4 separate regions of the Mus musculus genome follow, and regions 2, 3 and 4 are each linked to region 1. Evidence: chromatin contacts called from public Hi-C data. All regions are on one chromosome and are shown on one strand. The core of a region is the stretch at or near the end of the contact, and the rest is flanking DNA. Distances in the headings are between cores, read along the strand shown.

What was found. Hi-C and Micro-C count contacts between places; a contact is called where the count stands out from the background.
Region 2: a Hi-C map of cerebellum shows a contact between it and region 1, with 3 times the contacts expected there. The contact joins two enhancer-like sites. A contact is called at or near these places in 1 of 15 datasets of contacts at CTCF or cohesin (pro-B cells), 6 of 484 Hi-C or Micro-C datasets (cardiomyocytes, cerebellar granule neurons, cerebellum and 2 more) and 1 of 115 datasets of contacts at active chromatin or transcription factors (large pre-B cells).
Region 3: a Hi-C map of cerebellum shows a contact between it and region 1, with 2.9 times the contacts expected there. The contact joins two enhancer-like sites. A contact is called at or near these places in 2 of 484 Hi-C or Micro-C datasets (cerebellar granule neurons and cerebellum).
Region 4: a contact with region 1 is called in a Hi-C map of cerebellum, with 3 times the contacts expected there. The contact joins two enhancer-like sites. A contact is called at or near these places in 2 of 39 promoter capture datasets (liver and trophoblast stem cells), 3 of 484 Hi-C or Micro-C datasets (cerebellar granule neurons and cerebellum) and 2 of 9 other capture datasets (adipose tissue and liver).

What each region holds. Positions count from the first base shown.
Region 1 is chr5:97,593,622-97,597,231 of GRCm38.p6, reverse strand. No RefSeq gene overlaps it. Among named protein-coding and RNA genes, the nearest start is that of Gm34029, 41 kb to the left of the region's middle. Within about 2 kb of position 1,796, at least 1 of the 459 cell types and tissues checked has an H3K27ac peak or open chromatin away from gene starts, as enhancers often do. A contact at or near this core is called in cerebellum, where this site is marked.
Region 2 is chr5:97,362,816-97,366,425 of GRCm38.p6, reverse strand. No RefSeq gene overlaps it. Among named protein-coding and RNA genes, the nearest start is that of Naa11, 28 kb to the left of the region's middle. Within about 2 kb of position 1,540, at least 17 of the 459 cell types and tissues checked have an H3K27ac peak or open chromatin away from gene starts, as enhancers often do. A contact at or near this core is called in cerebellum, where this site is marked.
Region 3 is chr5:97,414,374-97,417,983 of GRCm38.p6, reverse strand. All of the region lies in intron 2 of 4930467D21Rik (RIKEN cDNA 4930467D21 gene), which reads right to left. Among named protein-coding and RNA genes, the nearest start is that of 4930467D21Rik, 24 kb to the right of the region's middle. Within about 2 kb of position 1,768, at least 27 of the 459 cell types and tissues checked have an H3K27ac peak or open chromatin away from gene starts, as enhancers often do. A contact at or near this core is called in cerebellum, where this site is marked.
Region 4 is chr5:97,464,504-97,468,113 of GRCm38.p6, reverse strand. All of the region lies in intron 3 of 4930467D21Rik (RIKEN cDNA 4930467D21 gene), which reads right to left. Among named protein-coding and RNA genes, the nearest start is that of Gk2, 9.3 kb to the right of the region's middle. Within about 2 kb of position 1,588, at least 4 of the 459 cell types and tissues checked have an H3K27ac peak or open chromatin away from gene starts, as enhancers often do. A contact at or near this core is called in cerebellum, where this site is marked.

The DNA of each region.
Region 1 (3,610 bases), core at 547-3,046:
GCAGGCACATCTACATAAAGCGCGTATCTAGTGCGCCTGCGCACTCCTCATAACCACAGCTTCCTACTGCAGATGCTCCCGACCTGACATCACTGTCCGGTAAATAAGTCGTTCCTTTCTGCAGAGCCCTTTCTGACAGTGTGCTGCTCCTTTCTTTTATTTCTACCTGTCCCCATCTTATGCTCATTCCTAATCGAGAATTGTGCCTGCACGCCTTCTCTAATCGCCTCAGGCCTTCCCCTCCTTCCTCAGATATTGCCGTAAACCTCCCCTGCTTTATGGGAACCCTTGAACTATTTAACTATTGCAAGCACACAGGTTATTTTCACATGGTCGGGCAGTTTTATATGTAGCTAGTAAGTCAGTTTGTTCGTGTATAAATTGGCCACATAATCTCACCAATCACTTGTCTCTGCGTTAATGAGCCAATGAACCCTTCCACATAGACCCCAAACCACTCAATTTTATAATCAATATATCTCCAATACTCTTTTTTCAACTGCCCAACAAACCTGTACCTTCTCTAGAGGCTGTACTTTCAGCCCAGTGATAAAGTGCTTAGCGGGCCAAGGGTCCACATTCAACCTTCAGCACCAAAGCTAAACAAAAGTTAGAGGAATCGTCCTGAAACATCAGAGTCATAATAGTGTAAAGGGCAAAAGAGTGCACAGCATTTTATTTTCTAGACTGTTCTATCTCTAGATAACATCCTAATTGTAAAATTTTAAACATTTTTTTGTCAAAACTAAGCTCCTTTCTCTCGATTATCAGTTAAAGAATATTGACATTTGAATGATTTCAAATATATTTATTTCATTAACTAACTGAACAAACATACATTCAGGAACACACATGTATGTACATATAAATAGCATAGTGACTATGTTAAATCAGGTAGAATGACAACTAGACCTTAAGCTCAGATATTTAATTTTTTGTCATTTTCCCTATATGGTCCTCATTTTGAAGCCTATGACTATCTATCATAAGGAGGAAAAAGAATTTCTGAGTCTAGGTATAGTAAATAATTTGAACTCCTCCGATATCAAGACCAGCAGGGGCTGTCCAGATCAGAGACTGTTTTGTTGATGAGGATTCTGGGGCTCAAGCCAAATTCCATCATGTCAGGGCAGATTAGTGATATCTGCCATGGATGCAGAATTGAAAGAGAAAGCTCGTGGGCCATATGCTACAAGGCTGCCCAGATGCTGAAATTCTACCACTGTGGGTTACTCTTTTGGGTCCAGGAAAGGTTCAGACCCATGAATATTGGCATTGTAATGCAACAGGGACTCCATAATATAGAAAACTGTATAAGAAACCCTCTGTCCAGGGGAACTGCTCATTCATGGACAGGATAATAGTGAATCATAGAGAGTACTGTAGAATAGAAGACGAGGTGGGGTATGGGTGTTTGTGTTTCTCATGCCCTAAACAATTCTGCTTTGGTGATTTCAAGATACGAACATGAAGTCATTAGCCTCAGCTCTGAAAAGACATGTATAGTCTAAGTCAAGAGAAGGATAGAGTTATATATGATTGTGGGACTTACAGGGATGTGGGTGTTGAGAAAATTTTAGCCTGCATGATAAAGGGCAAGGACTCGGATGCATAGAAAAAAGCAGGTTATTCATAAATAGATCAGTGTGGAGTATTATCAGCTATAAAAACCGATCTTACACCAACTTACAGGGGCTAAAGATGACCTAAGAATCACCCATCAATGAATACATTTTACCTTGCTACAGACAATGAGTGTATGTATTCCAGGGACATATGCTGTCCCAGCATGGTACTTGGGTAAAACTCATGACTTTTAGAGGAGACAGACTCTATGGCAGTGACTCTCAACCTGTGAGTCACAACTCCTTTTCAGTCAGATGACCCTTTCACAGGGGTCACGTAAAATCATGGGAAAACACAGATATTTGCATTAGGATTTGTAACAGTAGAGAAATGACAGTTATAAGTTAGCAATGGAAAAAACTGTGTGGTTGGGGGTCACCATAGCAAGAGAAACTGTATGAAAGGGTCACAGCATTAGGAAGGCCGAGAGCACTGCTCTACCTTGTCTATCCCACCACTGAGAAAATGTTCCTTAACTCTTTGTACCTCAGTTTCCTCAACTGCTTACTATTTGGGCCTCTAGTACAGATACGTTTAAGAGTGAATGAGCTGGTCACTGTAAGGTGCATAGAACAATATATGTATGTGGTGCATGGCCAGTGTTGTTTATACAATTATGTGTGTAAGTACTTACATAGACCAAACGTTCATAAAGCAATCTAAGGACAGTAATTTAGTGGCTGTGATGAGAGCATCACTGGGGTTACAGTTATAGGCATAACAATGTCATTTTCCTTTTGTATCATCCCAGTATTTTGAGATGCTAACTAATAGTGCTAATTAGATATAATTAATATAATTATCATAATATTTATTATGCTATTATTTGTTATCATAATAGCAAAATATAACATTTTTCAGAGTCCCAACTTACAGGAATTTGGATATTTGTGGCAACTTCAGGGATAGAAAGACAAAATTAACTCATCCTCGTCTTATAAGCAAACTGCGTGTTACACTGAGTTGGGGCTCCCTTCTTTCATATAGGAGAGTTACTGAAGGAAACTGGTGACAAAAGGCCCTAATGAATTTTTAATGTACACAGTATTATAAATATAATAAAGCATACTTCTTCTATTTGAAGTCTAAATCAGACACCTATTTTAAACATAATCTCATAAACATTAAATAAACGATAGGAGTGGTCCCATTCATTTCACCGCCGTGGGTCTGTTTCCCTCTGCACTGATGCTCTAACCTTCTAAGTCAGTATAAACTCCACATCTAGCCACGTTTTAAAACTAAAAGAAGTTAAGAGAGCATGGAAGAACCTTGGCTGCCAATTCTACTCAGTAGCATGTTAATCAGATTGCAGTAATAAGTAGGAAACAATGCATGCAATTAGCAGTGGTTAATTTGAAACTACTTCATGTCAGTTTCTTTCAGAGCAATACGTTAGTAGAGTAATTATTTATTACCCCGAGGACATGATCAATGATATCCCTCCATAATAATGTCGACAAAAAGAGTAGACATGCTCATTTGCATAAAAAGGAAGCCATAGAACCCAATTTTTCCTCAGCTAAATAAAAGCAGAAAATGGTTTCTAAGCTGCTTCCAACTATTTCATTAGTAATGACAGATAAGCAAATCATTTGTTACACTTCAATATTTTTATGGTGACATAACACTGGGTGGGAGGTAGAGCCAGCATTGATGATTTAAATCCCACAAAGACTATCTTTATTGAGAAAGGGGGAAAATGACCCATTTCTAAATGTCATCACAGTCATTAATGTGTGTGTGCCAGTCCTATCCACACACACAGTAATTCAGTGATCCTTTAGCTGGAGATTGGGAATAAAATTTATGGGAAGCCCTGAGTGATAACACATGGTCTACACAGCTGAGTCCTGGTTGTCCAAATGCAAAGAGAGTTGCCATGTTAACCAGGTGGCCACCATTACATGGTGCATTGAAATCACTGGGAAATTAGGAAAGACTAACTTGGCTTTCTGAAGTCGATGAACACTAGAGAAGAAAT
Region 2 (3,610 bases), core at 291-2,790, 230 kb after region 1:
GAACGGCCCTCTTGGAGTAGGGGCATGAGAGAGAAATAGAGACACACAGATAAAGACAGACAGAGACATGGGGAGACATAGAAGACCTTTTAAAGGAGGTTCATGTCCCATAGGAAAATATGCACTGCACCTGAGTTACTGAAAGGCAGGCTGGTGGAGCAGGGAATTTATAACATATATCTACAGATAAGTTTAACTCTGACTTCTCATCAAAGAGAAGTAGCAAACGGAGACCATTACAAAAGAAACTCAGCTGAGCACAATGTAGAGAGAAAAATGATCTTGGCATATCCAGCCCCAATGGATACATCTAAAATACATCTCCTGTACCTAAAGCTCAAAGAACAAGGGGAAAGAAGGAACAGACAGATTCTAAGACCAAGGAAGCAGGAAATATGCTGGGAGACTGCCTCCCGGAACAGGTTACCTAAGTGAGATCTAAACCACGACAATATCTGCAGCCACACTAACGCAGAAAGATGAAGATCTCACAAGGTTCACACCCTAGACAGCTAAGTACAGGCAAGTAATGATTGCTGGGAGGGGGAATTCATCTCTCACGGGGATGAGCTCCGAATTGGCTATCCAGAATAAAAAAGTCAGCTCCCAAATTATGTGCACATAAACAACAAAATCAGACTCACTGGGTTGTAGGAGTGAGTGAGTGAGTGTGTGTGTGTGTGTGTGTGTGTGTGTGTGTGTGTGTGTGTGTAAAACAATAAAGAAAAAGAAGTTATCACTTGGAGAGGGAGTGAGGTAAAGACATTGGAGGGGGAAGAGGAAAGCTAAGGAGGGAAATGATGTAATTATATTTTTATTAAAATATATTAGAAATAAAATAAAAATTCAAATAACCCCAGATAAAATCAAATTGAAATGACTGTAAACATGTCCATTAGAACCTGTTCCATCAGAACCACCAAGTATATTATATTATTTATCTGCTAAGCTCTTTCTAGGGTGCTATGTATGCTCTTGTAAAGCAAACCCAAAACGAGGATGCCATGATAGAACTGGCACTAATTCTACTAGAAATGCTGTCATTTTACTTTCTTTTCCATTTATAATAAAATTGTCCTGTAGACATTTTTCATTTTCATGCAATTGCCGTGCAAACACGAGAATGCTTGTTCTCAATCACGCATCTTCTGTAAATCTCAATTCCATTCTAAAAATCTGTGGACTCCATTTGTAGCCGTTTGCTTCTGACCTCCACCCTCCCATTTCCAAGTGCGCAGAACTTTAAAGCTGATTATTTCTGACCATATGGGATCTGAGACTAGGATCAAACCCACCCTAGACAAATGCCACGTAGCCAATCCGCAACTGTTCCTGAAGTCCTGGGCACCGCCGAGGAGAAAACATGCCAGGGCCTACTGTTTTCAAACGAGTTTCATTTCTCTAACAATTTGAATCTGCCAAGAGGAAACCGAGACAATCAAGTGTTGTGCCAAAAAGCCCCAAGCTCAAGTGTGAGCTGTATCCTCTCTTTAGCCTGCTGATGAGCAGAGGGCAGAAGGAGGTGATGGGGAAGGAAGGAGATTCAAATGAACAGGGCAGAAGCTCAGCGTGCATTTGAGCACTTCCTTGGGACTCTTTGTGTCCTTCAGGGACGTTGTTTGTACTTCACATCTCAAGGTTTCAATACAGCATGCGCTCATCGTTTGCCTGATGCTCCCGGTATTGTACATATGCATCTGAAATTTATCTACAGTAGATCTTATTTCCCTCTCCCCATCCCCGATCTCTCAACAACTGTGTCACCAGAGGAATGAGCTGGGACAGAAGCCTTTTTCCTCTGCTTCCATTATCATGACACCCCCCCCAAAAAAATAAGGAACCGAGAAAGGCCTCTTGGAGGAAAGACAGCACGTGGTCTGTGGTCTGTTTACCCCCAAAGAGCCTTGAGCACTAAGGTGTAGGTGTCTCCTCAGCCTACCCAGCAACAACCCTTCTGACTCCTAGTGTTTGAGGATCCAGACACCAACTGTTTACTACTCCAGGACCAGGTGGCAAAACCCTATAGCTTATCCTGGAAGATGCTATCAATCACAATACCCAGTCACTGCACCGCGGGATAAATGGCTGCGGTTGCAAGCCTGGTGCTTGCTCACGGGGTGCAAGGTTTGCAGAACCACAAGCTTCCGACCCCTGAAGTGTGATCGCTTGAATGAGACTGCAGGATTCTATGTCATCTCCCGACCAACTATTTGCACAGCACTGAGCATTTTTGTTAAGCGGTCTAAACTACAGGTTTCTCATCTTTAAAAAAGAAAAAAGAAATGAGCATTTGAATGTATCGTGTTGAATAATTGTATGGATTTTTTTAAATGACATCAAGCACACAAAACCATTGCAAACTTATCCATCAGCATATGACCAATGCTCAGTAAATAGCAACTAGTTTTTAACTTGGCATAAAACATGGCATTAATTAATCGTGCTTATTTTAGTTTTGAACTTGACCTCTAGAATTATTTTGCCTTTGAAACCATTTCAAGAGATTCTTCTCTCAATTGTCTTTGGTTAATGCCCGTATAAACAGAGGTAGAGCGAGCTTCACCATCACAACTGAGAGGGAATGCAAAACAGACACTGTGCGAGGGATAAACTGGATGACCTTTGTGGAGAATGCCTCTGGAACAGCCATCAAAGCCATCTGAATTCCATCCCTCCAGATGCACCCAAAGGGCACGGCCAAAATCACTCTGGTTAGGCTCATTTCTGCCGGATAACAAAGGAAGACAATCCCACGTGAGAGTACTTGGATGCCCGGGGAAATATCAAGAGGAACATTACATAGACCTTAAAAATATCGCCAAAGAATACCGCATGCCTTGCATTCAGTTTCTAGTGCAACACACACAAAAGAAGGGCATAAAAATAGTGAAATTAAAAGGAATCCACACAAATTGTATTACATTTTTAAATTTTCATAAAGGAAAATATAGATGTCAAAATGCTAACATCTTTACACCAGCAGATGAGGTATATAGACATTTTCATGTTGGTATTTCTGTTTGTGTCTTTTAAAAATTCAAATTATTTTGTTTGCAAAGTATAAGTATTGGCTAGTAATTTTGAAATAATACGCGGTGAATTCTCTTGAGATTTAAATGTTACATTAGCATTTTATTAATACCATTTTGGTACAGAGTATCAGGTCATATACCCAAGAATAAAATGAAAGTATATCCAGCAATACATTTTGTTCATAGTTTCCATAAAAAGATAGTTTGTTGATACATATTGTGATTACATACACAAGCATGCTTTCACTAACTTTGAAAAAAGCTACTAAATTGTCATAGAAAATCTGTGTATTTCTTTGAATATTCAATTAAAAACTGCATGTGGACTCCTTATTTTATCCAAATATCTTTTACTCTTTCTTCTCTGTTAGGTCTTCGAATGCTTCTGACCTCACACAATAATTCCTCTCTTGCGGCATAGTAATTATTTCCCTGGCACCACTGGCCCACTCGTGAACTCAATGAAGTGTGAAATGCCTCTGTACTGAGCAGTATTTCATATTTGGTACTTCGTGTATTAATTACTTTTCTGTTTCCTGCTAATCCCATCTAAAAATAAAGTCCACCTCATTCTGTCA
Region 3 (3,610 bases), core at 519-3,018, 180 kb after region 1:
GTGATCATTACAAGAACGGATTTCAAATGAAACGGGGCATTGATCAAACCCTACCATAAGTAAGGTTCAGTGTAAACGAGAAGAGGCAGGCACAAGTTGGGTTTGAAAGAGCAGTTTCTTAATAATGGTTAGGCGTGCGCTCCCTGAGGCTGTTTTGAGGTCAGGAGTCACTGTCTGGTGGGTGTGCTCAGTTTAAGATGCAGGAGCAAATCCTTATCCCTGGGCTCTTCCCCAAGATCCTGTTGCCACCAACACTGTCCAGCTCACAGCTTCCTATCTCATCAACAAGAGGCAGTGAACTTACACATTCCTTCTTCACTCTTTATAGTGTTCCACTCCTCTATTTAAAGTCAAGCCCCATCGCACAAATATCTTGTCATATAAGATCTTATCCAGACTGAATCAGACACACTGTGGATGATTACAAAGAAGCAAACAAAAAAAGTCTGTTAAGAGAGGAAGTGTCTGAGATGTCACAGGACTGGCAATCTTACATGGTAGACCACAGTAGATTGTGTAGACTTAAGACTCCTTGGTCAGAGACAAAGTCTCTAAGAGCCAGAGCATGAGCTTCTGCGCTTTCCTGTCCCCACAAGGTGGTGCAAGGTGGGTCCAAGGAGACCTGCCTGTGCTGTGCAATGAATGCATTCTGAAGAAGATCCTCTAGGGCACCAAACAGACACTCCCACTGCTCTGGGCAGGGTTCTGACCTCCCGGGCATTTACTATCAACAACAAAATCTTAAAGACAACTCACAGGACTGAAGCAGCTAGTTGGCCCATTCTCAACAAGTGCTGAATCTTGAGAGTACATAGGAAAGGGTCGCTCAACTTCCTTCCCAGCACCTTACCATAAATGTATTTCTAAAAGTCACAGCCACCATGTGACTGACCCCAAGTGAGAATTAAAAAGAAAAAGTGGGGGGTGGGGGTGGGGATAGCAAGGGAGAAACAGTGCTAGAAAAATCTTCTTGCTTTGTTTTTTTTCAAGGAGACCTTGCCACTGTAACAGGCAAACAAGGCATTATAACAGCTATTGGCTGCTGTTAATGCCTGATACAGGGAGCAGGCACTCCAGCTCTGAATTTGTCAAACTAATAGTGCTTCATTCTGTCTATGAGGCAGTGCCACTTAATAGGCAAGCGTGTTATGCTCTCATAATGGTAAAACTGAGACAGGGAGAGGGTGAGCAGCTTCCTTAAGGCCAGACAGCTTATATCTGGGAAATTTATAACGTGGCACCATTAGTAGTAGAAAAGTAATTTGCTATATGAGTTTAAATATATGCCATCTAAGTGTTAATACAGATATATTCTTACACACATGTAAGAATACCTGCACCAGAAATAACTGGGTCCTATATGCATAGTGGAGTGAATTGGGGGCCATTATTCTATGGCAGCTCATATATACAGCACAAAGTATTCAAAAGACAGATCCTTAAATAGTAAATACTTCCTAACTAGTAAGACTATTAAGCACATTGTCTAAGCTCTGCCACAACTTAAAAAGATATTATTGACCTAAATATTTGTAATTTTATGAGCTGCTCCAAGATACTCTAATTACAGAGACTTCCTAGATAACATAATGTACACTGTACTGCAAAACTCAAGTCACTGTACAAATGCGATTATTTGTTTTTATCATTTAAATATGGGATATTAATGATCTAGTGCAAGAAAGACTTTTTAAAGTGAGCATATTCAAAGCACGTGGCAAATAGCTGCTAAAATGGGGAAGATAAAAGCTCTCTAAGGGGTGGGGTGTTTTCATGTGTATCTGAGATGCAGCCTGTCACAGAGTGCCATAGCCATGAGTTTCATTTTAATCGGTACTGTGGTAGCAGATTGTCAGAGGGGTTAAGGATGATGTCAACCATGCCTCTTTTCAGCTCTCAAGAGTGTGGCAAAATGTATTATTTGGCATAGTCGTGACACAGATCTGCATGTGTATGTCTTCAATAATTCATGTTGCAGCTTGTCTCACTGTGGGGACAGATGTCAGTGAAACCAGTGACAGCCGATCATGCTGATCCCACACATAGTCACGTGGGGCCGATCCCACAGCGACACTGAGCTTGCTAGATACTTGCTCTGCTCCACTGGAGCTGAGAAAATACAGTGCAGCAAGTATGGGTCTAGGGATCCATGTAGGATTTCATGGGAGGAGTACATACTAAGATGTATCCCTGTTTTCATATAGTTTCTCAAAAAACTGAGTGCCATATATACCGGGGGATTAATGTGTGTGTGTGTGCATCTATCTATCTATCTATCTATCTATCTATCTATCTATCTACCTATCTACCTATCTACCTATCTACCTATCTACCTACCTACCTATCTATCTATCTATCTATCTATCTATCTATCTATCTATCTACACATACATAGAGCATGAAGAAATCTCAGAGTTCAAGGCCAGCCTGGTCTATAAAGCAAGTTCCTGACCAGATGTCTATCTATCTATCTATCTATCTATCTATCTATCTATCTATCTATCTACACATACATAGAGCATGAAGAAATCTCAGAGTTCAAGACCAGCCTGGTCTATAAAGCAAGTTCCTGACCAGATATATTCCATGTCAGCTAGAGCAGGGAGACACTGTCTCTGGAAACACACACACACACACACACACATTCATTATTCTTAACAAAATCAATTATTTGTGATAATGCATAGAAATATGTCTCCTACAAGTGATTCTATAATAGCAATCCTGACTAACCTGTCTACTGCCTCATGGTCATGGTATGTAACAAATGTGATATATTTAGAAGAGTACAACAGGCATTTTGACCTCAACAACTTATCTTTATTTCTCATCAAGACTAGTATTTTCTTTTAATATTAAACATTAATAAAAATGAATGTTTCAAATACTGTAAGAGCAACACAAACACTTATTGTGTATTGCTTAAAATATGGAATATAAAATGCAACATAGGGAAACTTTCCTTCTACCCAGATTACTGAAACCTATATGCATACATCTCTCACTTATGTTTCAAGGTAAAAAGGCCAGGCTAAGAAAATGTAGCTGAAGGTATACAAGTCCAGTTTCTACCTCAAAGCACTCATCTATTTTCACATAAAGAAATTCAAAGATGGAGAAGTCCCTAAATCCTCAAAAGTCCAAATGCTATTTAATATTTCTAACCCCCCAAGTTTACTACTTAAACCTGTATAATCTCTTACATCTAGAAACACCATGAGTATGTGTGCATGTGTAAATCATACATACGAATACATTTATGCAAGAAAATATAATTAACACCGAGCGGGCGTATTTTTGTGGTTACATGACATGTTCTTCTGCTATAGCTGACTTTCTCTTAGACAGAGGCTTTTAAAAACAAAACAAAACAAAAACAAAAAACAGGGCCTCAAAATGCAGCCTTAGGTGCCATGCCTCTGCCTCCTGAGTGCTGGGACTGAAGTCCTGCGGCACCATTCCTGAGGTGGGACAGAAGGCATTTTAGATAGCTTTTGAGTCATTTTTTCTTGATTCTATTATTTTGCAGGGTAAGTTACTGGCTTATTTTGAAGAGATCCCGCATCTGTTCTCTCTAGTCTAAATCTAGTACATTTAGGAAAAGATCCTG
Region 4 (3,610 bases), core at 339-2,838, 130 kb after region 1:
CCGTCTAGTATATGACAAGGCACTTTCTAACATACTAGAGCATAGTTCTTCAGGTTGAAACAATAATGTGGGTTAGTCACATTTACAGGCATACTAGAAATGTCTTAGATACTAGAAAGTGCAGGAAACTGCAGGCCAGTGGTTCTCAACCCTTGGGTCGTGACCCTTTTGGGAGTCAATGGACCCTTTTCATAGTGGTAGCATATCAGATATCTTGAATATCAGATATTTACATTGCAAATGATAACAATAGCAAAATTACAGTTATGAAGTAGCAACAGAATAATCTTATGATGGGGGTCACCACAACATTAAAGGGTCACAGCATTAGGAAGTTTGAGAACCACTGTCATAGGAGTTTAAACACAGTTAATGTTGTGGGGTTTTCTTTCAGGTTCATCTTGACACCCCAAATCTGCGGCTTCCTTATTTAATCGGTGTACATGAGCATCGAATGCACAGGATAAAGTGAAAAGGACCCTCCCTGTCACGTTGCCTTCATAGATGCAAACTCCCAGGGGTTACCCACAGGTTTCTAGCACCAGAGTCATCAGAAAAATCCTCTGTAGGAACACTGCAACTAAAGGTAATGCCCATCAAAGAAAGACAGCAGACACTGCCTCTTCCCGGCAGCTCTCTGCCAGCTGGGCATCTCTCAGGGGGGACACGCCATCTCTTCGGTAAGAAATACCACCCAATCTCCGGGTTCCCATCCAGGTATGAAGTTATTAGAGTAACATGGCACTGATTCCATCCACATGGGGGGCTACTTTACTCAGTCAACAACAATGCACCACACAGCTTGACTTTAAAACGGAACGCTTTTCCTCTTTCTCTCTCTCTCTCTCTCTCTCTCTCTCTCTCTCTCTCTCTCTCTCTCTCTCTCTCTCTCTCTCTCCCCCCCCCGAAGCATTTCAAACTTGGATTTTTTTGTTCCTAAATAAATAAATAAATAAATAACACGGGGTGGGCGAGAATGAGCATCTTCCACACTCTGCATTTTCAGAGCAAGTATCAAATACGACTTGCCTTGATAACTAAATTTATTATTAACTGTGTATTTCATGATGTTAGTGACAATATGTTAATGTGATTTTTCACGTCCTCCTGTGGTGAACAGATGGCTCCTTTTACTTTACTTTCCACATCAAGTGTGATTATTTCTTGGTGCCAAAAGCCACCTGCCGCTCTTCGGTCTCCAGTCTAATTTTTTATGTTGGTAAAACACAGCAGGACTTGTTATCAGTTGGATGGCATCTTAATAAAAGGAGACATGCCAACATATTGACATCATGTTCAAGGGGAAATTTCAGCCCCTTCAAACCCCTAACCCCTTTCCCAACCCCCTTTAAAAAAAAACGAGGGGTGAAAACAAATAAACAAACAAGCACACAAACAAACAACCGCACAAATAAAATGCAAAGATCCTACCAGTTTCAAGATGTGTGATTACAATCGTTGGGCCCACAGCCAAGATGCTGAATTGGGCTCCCTTTGTTCATAAACCCAAGCACCTCACTCAGGCCTCTGATCTTTCATCCTGTGTAATAATTAGCTGTAACATATTCCAAAGTCAAATGTAAACAGGAATACATTAACATTGAGATCAGTGTCAGGGCAATTTTCACTGGGAAGATGACATAGAACATGAGCGTGCACACAAGCAGATACACTCAAAAAATTCCAAGATTCAGCTATTTAGAAAATTCCTTTTAGATCTCAGAATATTATGCTCATTGGCTGGCCGGTCGTGAATGTTTATCTAGAAAGTTGGGTCTTCCAAATGTGAATTTCAGTGACTCCCATGGCCCACACTTAGCAGAGAGAACAGGAGTAATAAACCACAGTAGCTTGTTTTAAAATTTCCATTCTTCATTAGAACAAAGAGAGAGCGGGTGTGAGGTGATTTGTGGTCCAAGAAGAGGTCTTGCAGGCAATTGGATGGCATGGCTCTCAACAGCTGGTCCAGCACATTTGGGAACAGCATGTAGAAAAATGCATCCGTGTTTTGAAGATTGCCAACTGTGACGATGTATCAGTTAAGACACAGCCTGAAATAGTCAGATCTACAAACAATATGAACAAAAGCCCTTATCATCCAGCCACACACTTATATCAAGACTAAGAGGAGTCCCAACTTTTAGTAAATTCTAACCTGTCACATTGTCTTACTTTTGTGATAAAATCAAGGACTGGTACACTTGGGTATCTGAAATGGTGGTGAAGAGCCAAGCAGTTAAAAAAGGCAGCTGTCCCCCATGCCCTCTGAGATTTACAGAATTTATAGAAAGCAAAAGAAAATGCCGACAATAAAAGGGCAAGTATCTTAATTAAAACAATTTAGATTGGATACTTTTATTGGAATGAAAAATTTTAACTCAGTTATTCTACACTGAATCTTTCAGTGACTTTGTGTCCCTCCATTGTCCAAGCACAGGAAGCTTCATGGAATGGATTTGCATTAATTATGTTTTGCTGGGGTGGGGAGTAGGGCGGGGAATCAGCTTCTTCCTTGCACTCTAGCTTCCCAGCTGCTATAGTATTAAGGTTAATTGTCCTTTGAAGGTTCATGGGATAAAATGGAGCTTACAGCACAGTACCACAGGAAGAGGTAGATTTTTAGGAGGTAGAGCCTGGTGGGAGGTATTTAGGGCATTGGTGATATAATAATGGAGGGGGGGTGGTTACATTATTTGGCCAAGGGAGACAGTTTACTCTGTCATACACTCCCGAAATTGTTATCCAGAATCCTATAAGAGCCACAGCAATGGATTTGCCCAATCAGATTAGACTCTCTAAAGCCTAGGCAAATTAAATAATTTCTGTTTAAATATTACTAGGTCAGATATTTTGTTATAGGGACAGAATGGCAGCACACACACCAACATTTTATTATGCACATTAGAAAACACACAAAAAATTGAAATACCTTCATCACCACACTACTGTAATCATCATGTAGAAACATTTCTTATTATAATAACTTCCTCCCATCTTTTCATCTACCGACTCTCTTCCTGATCATTATTCAGCCTGCCTTAATATCTTAGATTAAAACACTGCTCACTAATAGTTCTTCCAGAAATCAAAATTTAAATTGTCTTTATTTAAGAGGTGGAAGTTCTCAGGAAGGGGCAGGTGCCAATCTTTATATGACCATAGATATACATGGATGTTTAACTCCTATGCTTGGCCACTACCCAGTCCTATGATGTCTTCAGGAAGAAGCCAACCGTATATGCTGCTCATCTTTAAACTGGTTTAGTGGATTTCATCGACTTCTACATATGTCATGGTTTCCATGATGGTCAGTGTATGATTACAAGTTCACACTGAGGCCCACTGAAGAATATCTTCTTACAGACGGGTGTCACATTGAGCTTTACTAGAGAAAGACTGGTGAGTTCAAAAGCTACACATAGCCTTGGATGGCAATATTCCAAAATGGAGCTGTAGGTGTCAGAAAGGTGAAGCCATTTAAAACAGAGGACACATTGCATACACTAGCAAGATTTTGCTGTAAGGACCCAGATATAGCTGTCTCTTGTGAGACTAGGCCGGGGCCTAGCAAACACAGAAGTGGATGCTCACAGTAGGCTATTGGATGGAT